2 separate regions of the Sus scrofa genome follow, and region 1 is linked to region 2. Evidence: chromatin contacts called from public Hi-C data. All regions are on one chromosome and are shown on one strand. The core of a region is the stretch at or near the end of the contact, and the rest is flanking DNA. Distances in the headings are between cores, read along the strand shown.

Region 1 (2,700 bases), core at 84-2,583, 210 kb after region 2:
GAAAGGTAAGCGAGAGAGAATGATAGTGCTTAAATTTTTATGAAAATTCTGTTTTCTATTTAGGGCAAGAATCTTTAAGAGCACTCATCACCAGGAAAGATATATTTCTGATGCCTGGTACTTGAAGAATATCCCATTACCCTTGCAAAGGGTTCTCTATAACGCAAATTTTTGAGAGATTGCTCAGTCCACAGAGCATGGTGATTCTGGATGAATATCTGAATGCATGTGCAGCTGCATTAATACAGCAGCGACAATATTTTTTACATGAAATTTAATTTTTCAGATTAATTTTCCAATTATGCCTCAAAAACACATGGTGAATAGTAAAATTTCCTTCAAATTTAAATTCTACCATATTAAAATATATTAAGACTATCACATAAAATCCACTTCTGCAAGTTGAATAACTTAACTAACAAAAAGCCAGTGAAAGGATTAGGGCAGATAAACCAATTTCTGAGATTTTTTAAAAAAGGATTGCATGAGAAACTCACACACCTAATTAAAAAAAACAAAAAAAAGCCCCCAAATCCAATTCTTGAGTCAGTTTCTTTCTTACCTACTATCTCCCATGCAGGGCAACTTTTACCTAAAACAGCTATTTTCCAAAAATCAGGAGAGCTCAAAACCCGACATAATTATAGTTAAATCTTTCAGATAACGAGAAGTTCTCATTATGTGCACTTGCGCTTTAACAAATCTTAAGGTTTCAAAAAAGATGTTACCCCAAGAAGTTATTCGTCTTAAACCTTCACCCTGTGATGTCACATCCTAGAGCGCTTTCATTTCAATTTCTTTCCCCAGTTTTTGGCGGTTCCCTCAGTCGATCAGTGTAAAGTGACAAATATCAGCTCCGCATCTTTCCCCAACCGCCCACAGGGCAGATTTACTCCCGCGTTTAAGGGCCCCAGGCGACACCCCGTCGTAGTCTGAGGTCTCGTTTTCCTTTCTTAAAGCATCCCTCTCCCCGGGGTCAGGGACCCCGGCCGCGGTGTCGGGGATCGATCGGTCACCCTGTCTTGCAGCCCTCACATCGGGAACCTGGAGGCCCGCGTCTGACTTACTCCACGAACGCCCGAGAGCAGAAGCATAGGATCCGGGAGCCCTCCTGCAGGTCTTCCAGGAAGAGACACATTTCGGCCACGCGACTCCACTTCTCGCAGCACATCGCAGCGCCTCGGAGGAGGCGGCCGCGTGGCACAGGCGCGGGGAGACCTCCCGGCCGCTGCTCCGCTCCCGGGCACAGAGGGGAAGCCTCCAGAGGGATCGGCTGCGCGTGATCACTTGGCCTGGGTTACCCAGAGCCTGGAGCCAGCGGGGAGCAGCCACCGGAAGTGATTCCGGGAGGCTACCGGAAGGGGCGGGGCGAAGGCGGTGTTACACTCAAGGCCTCCCGGGCTGCACCCGCAGTTTGGCGTTTTCCTCCCCGGCCGCTTGAGTTGCTCCGCTTCGCCGGGTGTATCACGGAGGAGCTCCCGCCGCTGCTCCTAGGTGAAGGCGAGCCAAACCACCTCTGCCCCCTCCGGTATGAGGTACGTGGTCCCCAATTACGCCTCCCCGCGTTCCGCGGCGCCGGGATAGGTTCGGGCCCGAGCGCCAAGGCTGCGTGTTTTCTCTCCCTTGGCCGCCCGGAGTCCCCGGCCTCCACTGGACTCGCTGTTCGGCTCGGGCCACCGGAGTGGCCGGAAGGGAGGCCCTACCTGGTCACAACGACCCCGTTCACCGCGGCCCGCACCTCCCCTCGCGCTTCAGGCGCTCTGGTTCGGCGGGTGTCGTCTTTACTCGGGTGGGGGCGAGGTGTCCCCACCTCCCTGCAGGCCCGCGGGCTTCCCGGGGACGCTCTCCTGGGGACCCGAATGAACCCACTGGTTGTGGAGCCAAAAGTGGTCGGGGGCGGGGGGGGGGGGGCGGTGGCGGCTGGAGGCCTGCCCGAAGCCCCTTACCACCTGTGTGACCCGGGTGAGGGGGGCGACTCAACCCTTCCCGGGCCTCGCTGGGATCTTTTGCAAATAGGGATTGGTTCATAGCACCTGCTTTCTGGGGCCTCGGGAAGGACGGAAGCGACCGGTGTGCATGAAGCCTCACCAGCGCTGTTACTAGTTTGCGTGGGTCCACGCTCTGGAGGCACCTGGCCCTGTCGGCCCCCCGGGGTTTGCAGCCTGCGAAACAGGGCTCAGCCCTCTAACTGCGATTAACACGAAAGGTACTTGGACACAAACCAGAATGTCGAAAACTGGGGCAGAGCTGCTGGATTCGAAAAAAGCAGTGTTTGCTGCGTGGCATTGGTTGAAAATTCCCCGGGCAGCTTCCTCCAAGAAGCGGTTCAGGCTTGCAGGTTGTCGGACCACTTCGGACTTGGCTTGGTATTGCTTTATCGTATTATTATACGAACTGAGATAAAATCCAGACTTTTGGAAGAGTCCCTAATATTTGGGCTGCGTTTACTGGTGGGTGGAAATAGATTAATGTTTGAATGAAATGTTTGTTCCCGAATCCTTACTGCTGCCTTATTTATGTTGGTGACTCAAGAAGATAAGGGTGCTGCACGGTCACAGATAAACCAGTACAGATGTGGGACATTTGGAGGATGAGGGCAGTTAAGCAAATTAGTGTAGAACAGTAATTATCAGAGTGGAAGGTTTTAGCTAGAAATTGAAGGACATTCTAGAATTGGAAAAAACCAAAACCAAAAACCTT
Region 2 (2,700 bases), core at 73-2,572:
ATTTTTGTTGTTGTTGTTGTTGCAAACTTCACTAATAAAGCATCTACAGCCAATGGATGACGTTTTCAAATAACTGAACTGGAAAACTGCCAAATTTTAATATTGAAGTTAATTGCTAAAGCAAAGTCTAGCAGATACTTTGTGAGCCAGGAAAAATCCAGGTATTAGCCATGTCCGATTATCATCAGATAACTCAATGCTATTATCTAAATTTCAAGTATAATTTCCCACCAAAGAACAGAAGAGAAAAGCTCAAGAAAGGCCCCAAATTGTAAGGGGTCAGAGCTCTGTCATTCACCAGTTCTGTGTATTTGAGCAGATACCTCTTCTGCTCTCAGGCTCACCTGTAAAATAAGAAGGGGTTACCTGCTCTTGCTTCTGCCCTGCATCAAAAGCCAACTCACCTATTTTGTTCTATGAAACCACTCTATCACCGTTAAGAATATGTATCCCTATCATCTCTTCTGGCTGCCCGGGTCAGTTGATCACTCTTGGTGTTTCCCCTGTACTTTGTCCCACATCAGATTATGAATAGACGTTCAGTATTAGGGAGGTCCTCAAGGGTCTCATCCAACATTACTTTATCCGGACAGAGAGGAGATAACATGTTTTAGAATCACGTGGAGAGCCTGGAGGGGCCTCGGATGCACAACAAGCCCCAGGATGATCCTGGCAGCCTGGCGTCTGCCTCCACGTTCTGGGAGCAGAAAAACCCACGCTCAGGTACTTCGCAGACAGAGGACAGATGCTTCTGCCGATCTTGGAAGCCAGAAGATGAAGTATCACGAAAGGGTGTTTCAGACTATGAAAAATAACAGCTATTTAAAAAAATAATAATAACATGTCCAGGTTATCAGTCATTTTTTCCTAATATCCACCTGAGTTGAACTCAGAAAGGTTATCCGCTTGCCAAGAGCAGGTGTAATTTGGTTTGTAGGGGAAGCGGACTTTGCAGTGCAGAAACCACAAGCGTAGGAGTCATTCTGACTTTTCAGAGGCCGGCGGTCGGCGCACCAGGCAGAGGAGTTTCTGGGGTTTTAGACCAGGTCGCGCTCGCCCCACCGCTGCCGCCAGGTGCCGGGAGGACCTCGCCGACCGCGCCGCCCCGACCCCACCTCGCGGCGCTCTGACTCCGCCCGGCTGACAGGTGGCGCGAGCAGCCGCGCCCTGGCCGCCCCTTCCGCGGGAGCTCCGGCCCTGGATCGCGCAGCCGCCTTAGAGCCACCCACACTTCCTCTTCCGGGGCAGCGCGGATGGGCGTGCGGGACCCGGATGCAGACGCGAGCCCGGCTATATAAGCGCCACGCAGGCCTCACGCCTTCCTCTTTGAAGAAGACGCAGCCGGCGCTGTCGCGGAGCCTCTGACCATCAGCTCCCGCTCCTGGCTCACCGCTGTTCGCTCTTCCCGAGGAACAAGTCGGTCAGGAAGCCGCGCCGCAGACATGGTGAGTGGGGCTCTGGACGGGTGCTAGGAGCAGGGCTGGTGGGAGAAGATGGGGCTCGCCTGTCCCGGGGAGGGGCTCGTGATGAGCACGCTTATTTCTGCAACTGACTGGTTGCCCGAAGGTGTGTGGGTTTTTCCTCCCTGTGACCACAGGCCTTTAAGGACACCGGCAAGACTCCCGTGGAGCCGGAAGTTGCGATTCACCGGATTCGGATCACCCTCACCAGCCGCAACGTGAAGTCTTTGGAGAAGGGTCAGTGCGGTGGGCTCCGCGGAAAGGTGGGGCGGGAGGAGCGGCGAGCCGGATCGGGGACAAGGCCCCCACCGATCTCGGTTGTGTGGCTCGCACCGTAGCTGGCGCTGAGGAGAGAATTGCTGTTGAACTACAGTGATAGTTTTATACGCTATTCTGAGCCAGCAGCGTTAAGATTCGTTACAGCGAGCTCTGTCTAGAGGGAACTGAGTGCAGCCTGTGTTTCCTTGTAGTGTGTGCTGACCTGATCAGAGGCGCGAAGGAGAAGAACCTCAAAGTGAAGGGACCGGTGCGGATGCCCACCAAGGTGAGAATCGTGGGGCGGGGGGTGGAAGCCAGTTAAGGGGCTGATGTACCCGAACCTTTTTTTTCGGCTGCCAAAAGCCAGAAAAGCTTGATGCTAGCGGTAGGTCTTAAGGTTCGAACGCTGGTAGGATTTGGTTCCGGTTAAGTGTGTAACTTTTCGAGGTTGGAGCTTCGCTGTTGTCTTCTCGCTGGATGTGCCTTAGTCACAATGAGTTGAGTACAGTCTGTGAGGGAGACTGACGCCCTGGGAAGTTCTCACATGGAACGCTTCAGGGTCATGGTCCTTGGGGGGTCCCCCGGGGTGCGCAGCCAACCGTTGACGCTTGGTTTCTTTTGTCTTTGCAGACTCTGAGAATAACTACGAGAAAAACTCCTTGTGGTGAAGGTTCCAAGACTTGGGATCGTTTTCAGATGAGGATCCACAAGCGACTCATAGACCTGCACAGCCCTTCTGAGATTGTTAAGCAGATCACATCCATCAGTATTGAACCAGGAGTCGAGGTTGAAGTCACCATTGCAGATGCTTAAGTCCAACTTTTTAATAAATTGATACTCAGTTGTTAAATGTTGTTGGCTTTTACTGATAATACTGACAGATCTTAGTAATAGACTACTGTAGAATTTAGTCATCTTTTAAAGTAGAGTAGTGAGAATTAGAGGGATAAGTTTTGGAGGGTTATCCTGTTTATATTTCCCA

What was found. Hi-C and Micro-C count contacts between places; a contact is called where the count stands out from the background.
Region 1: a Hi-C map of liver shows a contact between it and region 2, with 5 times the contacts expected there. The contact joins the promoter of TGS1 here to the promoter of RPS20 in region 2. A contact is called at or near these places in 2 of 5 promoter capture datasets (fetal liver and liver), 5 of 47 Hi-C or Micro-C datasets (heart right ventricle, liver and skeletal muscle) and 2 of 2 datasets of contacts at active chromatin or transcription factors (alveolar macrophages and skeletal muscle).

Annotation. Positions count from the first base shown.
Region 1 is chr4:75,967,819-75,970,518 of Sscrofa11.1, forward strand. TGS1 (trimethylguanosine synthase) reads right to left here and starts at 1,334. Exons shown (of 14, transcript XM_001927876.6): 1 at 1,068-1,334. The coding sequence starts at 1,171. It overlaps TMEM68 (transmembrane protein 68), which reads left to right and starts at 1,383. Exons shown (of 7, transcript XM_021089365.1): 1 at 1,383-1,535.
Region 2 is chr4:75,760,887-75,763,586 of Sscrofa11.1, forward strand. It overlaps RPS20 (ribosomal protein S20), which reads left to right and starts at 1,323. Exons shown (of 4, transcript NM_001129954.1): 1 at 1,323-1,445; 2 at 1,598-1,697; 3 at 1,931-2,004; 4 at 2,349-2,563. The coding sequence starts at 1,443. The coding sequence ends at 2,531. It overlaps LOC110260293 (a long non-coding RNA gene), which reads right to left and starts at 1,212. Exons shown (of 3, transcript XR_002343324.1): 1 at 405-1,212.